4 separate regions of the Mus musculus genome follow, and regions 2, 3 and 4 are each linked to region 1. A link is a contact called in public promoter capture Hi-C data. All regions are on one chromosome and are shown on one strand. Each heading gives the region's core, a stretch centred on a gene start, on an enhancer-like site or on the middle of the called end of the contact. The rest is flanking DNA. Distances are from core to core; before and after follow the strand shown. Region 1 holds the start of Cdadc1 (cytidine and dCMP deaminase domain containing 1). Region 2 holds the start of 1700039M10Rik (RIKEN cDNA 1700039M10 gene). Region 3 holds the start of Zmym5 (zinc finger, MYM-type 5). Region 4 holds the start of Cryl1 (crystallin, lambda 1).

What was found. Promoter capture Hi-C pulls out the DNA fragments that hold promoters and counts their contacts.
Region 2: a promoter capture Hi-C map of pre-B cells shows a contact between it and region 1, with 5 times the contacts expected there. The contact joins the promoter of 1700039M10Rik here to the promoter of Cdadc1 in region 1. A contact is called at or near these places in 3 of 39 promoter capture datasets (hippocampal neurons, liver and pre-B cells) and 1 of 9 other capture datasets (liver).
Region 3: a contact with region 1 is called in a promoter capture Hi-C map of pre-B cells, with 8 times the contacts expected there. The contact joins the promoter of Zmym5 here to the promoter of Cdadc1 in region 1. A contact is called at or near these places in 2 of 39 promoter capture datasets (liver and pre-B cells) and 1 of 9 other capture datasets (adipose tissue).
Region 4: a contact with region 1 is called in a promoter capture Hi-C map of liver, with 2.7 times the contacts expected there. The contact joins the promoter of Cryl1 here to the promoter of Cdadc1 in region 1. A contact is called at or near these places in 4 of 39 promoter capture datasets (the C10 cell line, liver and pre-B cells) and 1 of 115 datasets of contacts at active chromatin or transcription factors (large pre-B cells).

What each region holds. Positions count from the first base shown.
Region 1 is chr14:59,596,551-59,599,302 of GRCm38.p6, forward strand. It overlaps Cdadc1 (cytidine and dCMP deaminase domain containing 1), which reads right to left and starts at 1,409. Exons shown (of 10, transcript NM_027986.3): 1 at 1,205-1,409; 2 at 312-409. The coding sequence starts at 1,286.
Region 2 is chr14:57,570,337-57,573,364 of GRCm38.p6, forward strand. 1700039M10Rik (RIKEN cDNA 1700039M10 gene) reads left to right here and starts at 1,278. Exons shown (of 2, transcript NR_152103.1): 1 at 1,278-1,349; 2 at 1,573-2,032. Eef1akmt1 (EEF1A alpha lysine methyltransferase 1) reads right to left here and starts at 1,246. Exons shown (of 5, transcript NM_026526.3): 1 at 1,207-1,246.
Region 3 is chr14:56,809,915-56,812,737 of GRCm38.p6, forward strand. It overlaps Zmym5 (zinc finger, MYM-type 5), which reads right to left and starts at 1,550. Exons shown (of 8, transcript NM_001253753.1): 1 at 1,420-1,550; 2 at 826-945. It overlaps 2410022M11Rik (RIKEN cDNA 2410022M11 gene), which reads left to right and starts at 2,075. Exons shown (of 1, transcript NR_152252.1): 1 at 2,075-2,823.
Region 4 is chr14:57,396,993-57,399,853 of GRCm38.p6, forward strand. It overlaps Cryl1 (crystallin, lambda 1), which reads right to left and starts at 1,491. Exons shown (of 8, transcript NM_030004.3): 1 at 1,416-1,491. The coding sequence starts at 1,456.

The sequences.
Region 1 (2,752 bases), core at 159-2,658:
AATAAAGCTAAAAGGATTTCCAAATTTTGTATTACTAGCAAACTGACTTTTACAATGCACATTTTTAAGGCGCTAAATGTCTCCAAAAGAAAAGCCTTAATACCTGGTAATCATGGCACACACTAGAAATAACTTTTCAGACTGGAAATATGAGCTAGTTCGCTGTGGTTACAGGCACAGCATACAAAAGCCATGACACCATTCCTAGGTTCTTGCTGCATTTGGCTGTTAGGACTACAGTTGGCCAATGAAACCAGACTTAGACTACTGCTTTTCCAAGGGTAAACACTCTCTATGGAAATAAGGTATACCTGAGATTTTTGCCCTTGGGCTTCCACTCCTGGGAAGAGCTCCATCCAGAGACTGAGCAGGGTGAAAAGGTTCACTTTAGAAAGCCTTGGTATTTGACCTACAAAAGAGAAGGCAAGCACTTCAGAATTTCACTAGTGAAGGCAGAGGAGCTAAGCTCAAAGCTACGAGTGAGCTGCAGATGGTCTGGCAGGCAGGAGAATAAAAGCTTCCTTAGCAAGAGTGGCCACAACCTCACTTTCAGTGACCTCGGGTGGCACTTTCCAAAGTTGGGTGCTTTTTTTTTCTCCAGCTCACCCCACAGGTAAAATAGTAAAACTGATACAAAGGCTCTGGAAATAATCAATCAATCAATAGGATAAGGGCTCCTCTCTGATGTAGCCGAGGAGCAAGGTCCCCACCCCTACCCCTCTGGAACCTGGCATTGCTAAAAGGGCAATGGTTGGAACATGATTGATCTTCAACCATAAGGCAAAACTTGAGGGAGGTATCACGGGTGGTGAATTTGCCAAAGCGCAATTTCAGGCTCTTCAGCTCCGGGATACTGACTCTAGGTGCAACCACCCACCAGTGCAGGACAGGACGCGACCTATGAAGCCTGGACAGCACAGTGTCCGGGACGCGCGCCTGGCAAGGAGACCAGGGACGGCGGGGCAGACAGGAGTCGCTGTGAGTCACAGGGCAGGCAGGGTGTCAGGGAGGTGCAGTATGTGTGTGTGTGGGGGGGGGGGGGGGAGTAGCAGGCTAGCAGGGCGGGAAGGAGACATAGAGCAGGGAGGGTGCTGGGCTGTGCGGAGACACAGGACAGGCAGGATGCGGAGCTGGAGGGAGACTCGGGCAAGCGTGCAGAGCGCCAGGAGAGGGGCAGGGCGGGAGAGAAGGCCACCGCACTCACCCGTCATGCTGCCCGTCTGCGTGCCGACTGACCTCTCGGCCCCGGAACCCTCCAAACTCTGCATCTGATCCGTTTCTTTCATCCCCAGCCCAAAGGCCTCGGCCCAGGACAGCTTGCCCGGTCAGGCATGATAGGTTCCTTGAAGCTCGCCTACGGCCACCTCTGCGGCCTGTCAACAACCGCTTGTTCTGCGCAGCAAGATGACGTCTCGGTATGCCCCCCCCATCGCTTCCGGCGCTTAATGTGACGTCAGAGTCCGGCGCACCGAGGTGGTGGTGGTGGTTATCTATCAGTTATGCTACTCTGTGTAGCAGGCTGTGTTCAGTGATTTTTGCAGAAAGAAGGACGCTTGAAGTTGTCTTGGTTCGGGACAGTAGGGGACCAGGGTGGAGGACTTAAACAGAGAGAGGCGAACATAGAACCGGAGTGGGCGAGGTGGGGGAAGCAGGGCCATCGGAACCCAGCCGTCAGATGTGGGCGGATCCCAGGGTATTTGGTTCTGCTTCATATCCAAACTCACACAAACTATGAGAAGAGAACTGGGAGGATCGAAGAGTTAAGTAGACAGCGGAACCTGAAAAATCTGAGTTGTCCGTCCCAATGAATTTGTAAATAGAGCGTACGTGTGCGCGCTTACCGTACAGAGGGTATCTTCCTCTATATGGCCCTCCAAATGTTTGTTTTGAGAATGGGTCTCTGCTTGGATCTGGAGCTCACTGGTTGGCTACACTGGAGCTTCATCCTCCTGTCTCAGACTTTACACACTTGTGACTACAGGCTGGTGCAGCTTTACTCAGACCTTTTTTTTTTTTTAATGTGGGTTTGAGGGATCCAGAAGGAACTCCTCAAGCTTATATCTAAAGCATGTACACAATGAACCATCTCCTCAGCCCCCAGTGAAAAATATAAAGTGTAAAATGAAGCCTGGAGAGGTCAGAAACATGGCCCAGCAGTTAAGAACACTTCCTACTCTTCCAGTGGGTCTGAGTTCAGTTCCCAACACCCACATCCAGAGTGGGTCACTACAACCCTTAACTCCAGAGATGGATATTTGAACAAAAATTGTAAAAATAGTTTTATTTTTATTTAAAATATAATATCATTACAAATCTCCCCCCTCCCCGAGGCCCTGATCATTTTTAAATTAATTCATGGTTTTTCTTTAACCACTATTGTTTATATACATGTATTATATATGTATATAATATATACACACATATATCTCTACATATATGTGCTTGTATGTATATGCTTTTAGGACTGATCACTTGGTACTGGATAACTAGTTGAGGGGACTTATTCTTGGGGAAGACTAATTTCTCCTCTGTTATTATTTACCCTTCATCTAGATATGGGACCCCTGGGAGATTTCACCCATGTTGGCAAGTTAGCTGGTGTTGGCATTGTTCGGGTCTTGTTTTGGCAGCCATGTTGTTGAAATTTTGTAGGTGGAGCTTTCCTGCAACAACTAGAAGACAATGTTCTGACAGCTTCCTGATCCTCTCTGGCTCTTACAGTCTTTTCATCCCCCTCCCCCCTTTCTGAGAT
Region 2 (3,028 bases), core at 28-2,527, 2.0 Mb before region 1:
GGTGGTGCACGCCTTTAATCCCAGCACTCAGGAGGCAGAGGCAGGTGGAGTTCTGAGTTCGAGGCCAGCCTGGTCTACAGAGTGAGTTCCAGGACAGCCAGGGCTACACAGAGAAACCTTGTCTGGAAAAACAAAAAAAAACAAAACCAACCCCCCCCCCAAAAAAAAAACCCAAAATCAAAACAAACTTCTATTCCCATGCATCAGATCTACGAAAGCAACAACAAAAAACTAACAATACTGTATGTCAGAGTATCTAAGTACCTTCTCCAAGATATTTAGGTCAAGAGAGTTTAAGCCAGCAGAAAGAGAATGAAACAAAGTTTCTTTCCAGAGTCGTTAGTAAACTGCAGGAAGGGTAGCTGTACTAGTAGGCGAATAGAATGACCTGTCAAGTATGCTCAACCTGCGGCTCAGAGACAGGCACCCACAGTCACTAGAAATGACATTGTTCTCAACTTGTTTGTTCCCTGAGCGTGAACTCTGTAGATGACAATGCCTGGCAGATATTCTCTAAGTAATCTTATTGATTCAAGACAGTTGTGTTGCCTTGGCTGTCCTAGAACTTGCTCTATCTATCTACCTATGAATGAATGATAGGATTTCTTTGTGTAGCCTTGGCTGTCCAGGAAAATTCTCTGTAGACCAGGCTGGCCTTGAACTCAGAGATCTGTCTGCCTGTGCATCTCGAGTGTATAAAAATCGTGTGCTTTCATTTTCATACAAGTCTCTGCCTGAGGGAAGTCCTTCACTTCCTAAATACTGTTTATTATTTAAAGAAAGATTGTTGGGTGTGGTGACACGGGAAAAATGAGGGATCAATGAGTCTGAGTTCGAGGCCAGCCTGGCTATACAGTGAGACCATCTCAAAATAATAAATCCCACCATGACCTGAGATAAAACTTGCACAGAGAAAGCAAGCCACAAACACACAACAAGGTAAGTTTGGATGAACAGCCCGGCCAGCCAAACCCCATGCTAAGGCTCAAGGCTTCCTCGTGTCCATGCATATATATCCCTTCCCCAGGCACCATTCCGACCGGACCACTAAGGACTTGTTTCCGGCTCAAGATGTCCAAGAAGAAGGACCCCGCAGAGACGAGGCCCCTACTGGGAAAGTCTCCAAGGGTCAGTATGGACCCGGTTCGGAACCCACCCAAAACATCCCTTGACCCTCCGCCGCCACACTCCGTGGCCGCCACTCACCACTGACGCATGCGCAGTCGTCACAGTGCGGGGGTGGGGTGAGGGTTGGCGGGGACCTCCGCGTTTGCGCTGGTGCAGACCAGACGGTGGGAGCCAATGAGCGTCTAGTCCCGCCCAGTCAGCTTCCGGCTTCTACAACCCAGGTTTTAATTAGGTTGCGGTAGTCTGGCTGTTTGGTACTTTGGAGTCAGTCTTAAACCTTTCAAACCAATTAGTCTTTCAGAGCTTTCAGTGTTGAATTCACAGTATATGAACACATATTTTACCAATCTATCATGGTAGCTGGCACACAGTTTTCCTTAATCAAAACTAATGCTCCCTTTGATTCGGCAATTCTTAAATCACATGTAATCTTTTCTTTCCCAGGGACAGGCAAACTTCACTATGTTCCTGCTGTTCGGTTCTCTCTTTATCGATTTCCTGATCTGGCTGAAGGGCTTTAAATCACCGCTCAGATGCTGACGCCACTCAAAAAGCAGCTTGATAATGAACTGTCACAATTTCTACATACAGTAGTGTTTCGTCTGTAGAAACCCATACTTCATTTTGATTTCGATTTCTCTAAACGAATGACTACTCTATTAAACCAAATAGATCAAATCAAGTGTAACTTATCAAAATGGCAATCAAGAAAAAAAAACTATTGAAAAGGAAGAAACCATCTACTTATAAGACTCAAAAAAACCTGTTTTAAAGCAAACTATTTTGCACCTAATTTTTTAAAGCTTCCATTCCTTTTAAGTATGTATGCCACAATGATTATCTTCGTGTATTCAATTATATGCTATTTTTAAATATTAAAGTGTCTGAAGACACAAGAAAGCTCTACCTTTTTGGTTTTTTTTCAACAAGAGTTTCTTGATGTAGTTCTGGCTGGCCTGTATACATTGTAATTAAATGTTTCTCACAGATCATAAAATTAGTATCAAAGACAAACTAGTCTTTATTGAAGTGAAAAAGTTTTTCAGTCAAATTGGATCCAAAAGATGCTTTCAAATCACATTTTTTTTTAATAATTATTTATTATATGTAAGTACACTGTAGCTGTCTTCAGACACTCCAGAAGAGGAAGCCCGATCCCATTACAGATGGTTGTGAGCCACCATGTGGTTGCTGGGATTTGAACTCAGGACCTTTGAAAGAGCAGTCGGGTGCTCTTACCCACTGAGCCATCTCACCAGCCCCCCACATTTTAATTAAGGAATTATTTCTTTTATATTTAGTAATGGTGCTGAGAGAATACCTTGGAAGATCTCTTAAGATAGAAATATGTGGTCCTGGGTCCCTAGTGGTCAGGGGAGACAGGTAATTCTCTGTGAGCTTAAGGTTTAGACTACACAAGTTTATGGAGAGCAGGACTACATACGAAGACTCTGTCTCATAAAAACAACAAACTAACAGACTAACTAACTAACTGAGTTTTTCTTTTTCTTATTTATTTTTTGTGTTGGGACCAAGTTGAGTCTCCAGCTTTAACCTTTGAAGTAGAAAGGACTGGCAATTCCACAATGCTTGGCCCTTTAAAAAAAATATATATACACACACACACACACACACACACACACACATATATATATATATAAAATATATCACATATTACTGAAACATAAATCTGGACTTCACCATTTGAGAGCTTTACCACAAAATTATTCAAATCACCCTAAATATGAAGCAAAGTGAGATCTCTAGAATTCTAGTCCAACAAGATGCTAGACTGAATTGAAGGAAATCCTATTAAGATGTTAACTTCACACAAATTAAAAATAATTAGAATTATCAATCAAAACAAAATAAGATTTGATATGAACTAGTCATAAGTTAG
Region 3 (2,823 bases), core at 300-2,799, 2.8 Mb before region 1:
TGGCACACAGATATACATGAAGCAAAACACCTATATATGTAACATATAATCTTTTTAAAACTGAAAAACAAAAAACCCTTGTAATTCGTTTGTCCTCCATCTTAAAACATGTCAGTAATTTTTAAAAATATTTAATCTTTATTTAAAATAACTGTTTAGTGTGGGCTGAAGAGATGGCTCAGTGGTTAAGAGCACTGACTACTCTTCTAGAGGTCCTGAGTTCAATCCCAGCAACCACATAGTGGCTCCCAACCATCTATAATGGGGTCTGATGCCCTCTTCTGGTGTGTCTGAAGAGAGCAATGGTGAAAACATTTTAAACAAACAAACAAACAAGCTTTTTCAAAAATAAATAACTGCTTAGTGGTTTAAAAATACAAGAAATTAAAGAAATCTCCTAGAAAGGAACACAAAAATGTTAAGTGCACAGCATCTTATGACTAAGAACATAGTCTTATTTAGGAATCTGAGAAGACAGCCATGTTAGTAGTACCCACTAACACACTACAGATCACACTGGCTTGGCTTTCTCAGCAGAAATCACTCAGGCAGCAACTCTTCACTTCGACAAAATAGAAAAGTCTATCCTAGTGGTTTAAGCAGGAAAGCTACGCAAAATGACTCACAATGGAGATGTTTTCCTTATTCCTGTCAAATCCTTCACCAAAGTAGCTTGAAGATCCTAGTATAAAAAGAAATTTACAAACAAACACCCAAAACACATACATACAGTGAACATCAACAGCTCCGAGGTAGCACCAAACCCTGAACGCCAAAGGAAATAAATAAGTCAAGGTGAAGTTATTCCCAAGCTGTTCTACCAACCTTCTCCAAATAAACAATAGATCAACTAAACGACAGCAGGCCAAGCTCATATGTTCTTTCCAGTTTCAGAATTATGAGTAGAGCGCGCAGCTGAGTCGAAGAGTAAACGCGTCCTCGAATCTAGAAAGGGATTCACATTTCTCCTAAGTAGTTACCACTCAAGTACAAATCCGACCCGGGAGAGGTTCAACAATTGGGTCCCATTTGCCGCAAGCACTTGATTAGGGCCTAACTCCTCAGTAGCCCGCGACAGGCACCAGGTCAGCCATTAGAAACTGGCTCAAATAAGATTAAAAGCTGCGACAGACCGACCCAAAAAAAAAAAAAAAGAGAGAGAGAGAAAACGCCGCGGGACGTAAGAGGACGCCCCTTAACACGGAAAACTTGGGGTGTCGGTTGAACAGACAGGGTGGGAGTGCGGCCCCCGGGCGGGAGGGCCAAAGGGCCCCTCCCCGACCCGCCCGCCCGCTCGCAGCACAGAAAGGAAAACACTCTTCGACCTCCGGCCGCTGCCGCCCGCACCCGGAGGCTCTCGCGCTCCCCGCCCCGCGGCCGCCTCACCCAGCCAGCCCTGCCGCGCCCGCGCTCCCTCACCCCTCCGGCCGCACGCGAAGCCGCCCTGGACATCAGCGCGGCCCCCAGCGCACCCTCAGGCCCCGACGCAGCAGCCGCGACACCGGCCGCCGCGGGCTGTTAAGCCCGGCTCGGTGGGAGGCTCCCGACGCTGCCCTCACCCATCTCCGCCTCCCCAGTCGCCCCCGCCTCCGCCTCCTCCTCCCGAGGCTGCGCTGCTCCCAGCCACCCCCACTCTCCGCGGCCCTCGACAGGAAAGACGGCGGGGAGAAGCCTCACCGGGTTCTGGCTGCAGCTCCGCGGAACGAACCTCCCCTCCCCCGGCCCACCCCCCTTCGGCGACACGCACAACTCCGCTCGGTCCAGTCCCGGCTTTAGCGCTGGTGAGGAGGAGGCAGAGGAGGCGGTGGCACGGCGGGGCCCGGGGAGGCCCCGCCCTCCGCACGCTCATTGGCTGATGGCGTGGGCGGCACGGAATGCCTCGGGCAGGCTCCATTGGCCCAGTCGGCCTTCTTTCAGGACCCTCCTCGGTGAGGTAGTCACGGCGGCTGTCCGTCAGACCTGGGCCACGCCCTCGGGCCTGCCGGCCCCCCCCCCCCCCCCCCCCGCCGCCAGCCCCGGGCTGGGCCGGCCCTCCCTCTCTTCCGCCCTCCCTCCGTGCCCCCGCCCCGCCCCCACTCGCGGGGTCTGCCCGGGTCAGGAGCCCGAGTGGCGCTGCCCGCAGTTCGGCTCGCGCTTCGGCCCTGGGGGCGGGCGATATTCGTCGAGGCTTCCGGTGGGCCCGGGATCGGGACACTGGGTCTCGGCCTCCAGACGGTCGCCACGGCCCTTTGCGACTCTGCTCGAGGAGAGACGCGGCCTCGATGTCCCGGCGTCCTCCCTGTCCAGGCCCCCAAGACCCCGGCGACTGGCGAGCCCGGCAATGCCTGCGGCGGACCGAGGGGGCGAGCCCGGCCGCGGCCGCAAGGGGACTGGTGCGCTGGCGGCCGTGCAGGCGCTTCCACCTTGCCTGGCCCGTGGGAAGGGTGTCCCACCTCCGCCATGGCTGCGGCGGGAGGAGACGTCGGCCTCCATTTTGTGGGATCTGTTGGGAGAACTTGGGGCCCATCAGAACCGAACCCGTGGGGACGAGAAACTTGGCCCGGAACGAGTCCGATCGCGCTCTACCATAGGCCTTGTCCTCGGCCGCCAAGAGTTTGCGCGCCGAGATTGCGGCGGGGCCACAGGACAGTGGTGACCCCAGACTGCCGCCGGGCAAGATGGAGCCCCGGGCTCCCTTAGCGGGCTCGCGCCCCTGGGACCTGGGCTGTCTGGCCTTGGCCGTCGGTGCCTGGCCGAGCACGCGCTCTCCGGCCTGCCCGGCGCCTGTCCTCCACGTTTGCCGGGCCTCGGGCCATCGCGTGCCCTTCGCTTCATCCTGGCTCC
Region 4 (2,861 bases), core at 241-2,740, 2.2 Mb before region 1:
TGAGATAAGATGGTAGAAGATAGGTAGTAGATATAATATAGATAGATAGATGATTGACTGACAGCTGGATAAGCAAATGAGAAAGAAGGACGGGGAAGGATGAGGGAGTAAGCAGAAGACAGAATTTCCACATTAGAAAACAATAGCTCAGGTCATCTTGTGCTCCTTAAGATGTCCCGGCCCCCTTCTAGTTCCCTGTCCATGAGCTCAGAAATAACTGACTGTTGAGTCTCTCCTTGGGAGTCTATGAACCACCCACAGCCAGACGAATGCAAAATCCAGTCAAAATCCCACATGACACCTGTCAGGTGCAGGCAGAGATCTACTTCCCAACGGAGACCTGCAAAAACCTAGCCCGTGACACCAGTGGCTCTCACAGAAGGCGAGGCAGCACAGTTCACCACAGGAGCAAAGTGCACACTTTTGATATTTCTTGACCATTCAACCACAGGCAACCACGGGAAAGGACAAAGGTACAGCTAATTCTGCAGTTCTGTAAGAGAGAAAATAGCAACAGCATTCTGACACCTCCCTCCAAAGAACTCTCAAGGAAAAAGCCTGAACTTGGGACTGGTCTGCAGGCAGAACAACAAGTAGCCAAAACTATAAGCAGGGACATGAAGCCACTCCTTTAATAGCTACCAACCAATACTAGTTATTATGTGTTGCTACACGTTGATAGACTTTCAGACAGCTAGGCAATGAAAGATATTCTAAGCGTTCTTATTTTTTAAAAAAAGAAGCAATAAGGAGAAAGGGGAATCATGAGAACAGAAATTGGTGTGTCAGATGAACTTGGGCTGTTAAAGTGACTCAGCCTCCTGCCTTGGGACACATACACACAGGAAAGCAGGGTGCCTTGACTGACAAGGTTTCTGCCTCGAGAGATTTAGCCTAGCCCAGTGGTGCATGCGAACCAGCCTCCTTGCCAACCCAGGCCAATAGTTATCCGTTAGTTACTATCATCTTGGTAAAACTCTTGTCTGCGTTCTTAATAAGAATAAGCTGCTTTCACGCTGGGGTATTTGGCAGGAGGATCAAGAGTTCAAGGATAGCCTCAGCTAACCTAGAAATTTTGAGGCCAGGATGAGCTACACAAGACCTCCGTCTCAAAAGCATAAGAACACAGTTTTCGCAGGTTCATTGCTAGTATTCAATGATGCCAGGCACCTCTGGCCTGCGCTGACAAAAGTGACCCCGCACCGATTTAAGGCTCTCCTTACTGCTTGGCTAAGCCACGGCCACCACCTAGTCTACTGCCAGACTAGCTTCGGAGCCCAAGTGCGAAGCGCCTGGAGGAGCGAGGTACAGCCTGATGCCCACCCGAGGCACCCACGGCCGCCCGCGGGAGGTCCCGCGTTCGGGACGCTGCCAGGGCGCCAGCCATTGCAGCACGGCGCCACTGAGACCTTTACCTGCCTACGATCACCACCCCGCCCGCTGCTGGGGACGCCATGGCAGATCCGGGCCTGGCTGTACAGCTGCGTTAGCGGAGGGAGCGAGCAAAGCAGAGCGGGTCGCGCGCCAGAATAAGGCTGGGCGCCTGGGTGGGCGTGCCCAAACCTCATGAGGACTATCCCATTGGCTGACAAGCTCCGGGGAGGGGCCAAGGCGCAGGAGAGGCGGAGCCCTCGGGGAGAGACTTCAGGAAGGCCACTGGGCTCTAGCACCGGGGAGCGTGGGACGGTGGATGCAAACAGGGAAGACCAGACACTTCTGAGCTGAGCAATTTTTATTTTTAAGTTTCTAACAGGAAACCATTAAACCATGAGCGGATACTGCCAGGTTGGCGCAAAGGTTCACCCCAGAGACACTTTCAAGAAAATGTTGCTTTAAAGACGTTAGCACCAGTTTGTCACTTTAAGGACTTTTGTTCCACTGTTTACATTCTACTCTACACTGGAAATCCAGGTCTGGTGAGATACCTGCAGCCTGGCTTCACTGATGTGAACGGAGGCCCGGATACTTAAGGGACAAGCTACAAATGGAAACTCCGGATATGTTACTCTGAGAAACGGAAGGACGAATTTGAATTCCTTGTAGCGTACCACAGCTTCTGTGTGCCTTACTTCCTCCTTCCAGAGGCGTGCAGTGCCAAATGTGTTAGGAAAAGAAAAAGAAAAACCAAGCAGGGCGTGATGGAATGCACCTGCTCTCGCAAAACCTGGGAGGCTGAACCGGGAGTTCCAGCCAGGCTACATTCAGAGACAGCAAGACCCTGTTGCAAAAAAAAAAAAAAAAAAAAAAAAGGCTAGTGCCCTGATTACACTTGGGTCTGAGACCAGAGAACGAGAGGCATTACACTGCATGACACAAGTTTTGTGCCCACAATCGGAAGTGGAAACACTTTGAGGCCAGCAGTTTGGGAAAAGCTGAAATCAGAACACACTCACACTGACAGATTCAGGAGAGTAGACACTTGCCTTATTCCCACCACCTTGTCAGGGATTCGGAAAGAGAAACCTCTGAGGCAGTCAGGTTTTTAAACAGTTCCACAAATTATCAATAAACATTTGAAGATGCCGAGCCCCGTTTAAATGAGATGAAAAGTGGCACGAGGAAAACACCTTTTACCCATCAGATCGGCCAAATTACACTGATGGCCAGTCCCTCTCTGCAAGGGAGAGTGTACTGACTGGTTTTGTGTCATCTTGACACAAGCTGGAGTCATCAGAGAGGAAGGCTGCTCAGTTGAGGAGATGCCTCCATGAGATCCAGCTTAAGGCATTTTCTCAACTAGTGATCAAGAGGGGAGGGCCCATTGTGGATGGCCAGTAGGCAGCTCCCTATATAGCCCCTGCATCAGTTCCTGCCTTCGGGTTCCTGCCCTGCTTGAGTCCCTGACCTGACTTCCTTCGGTG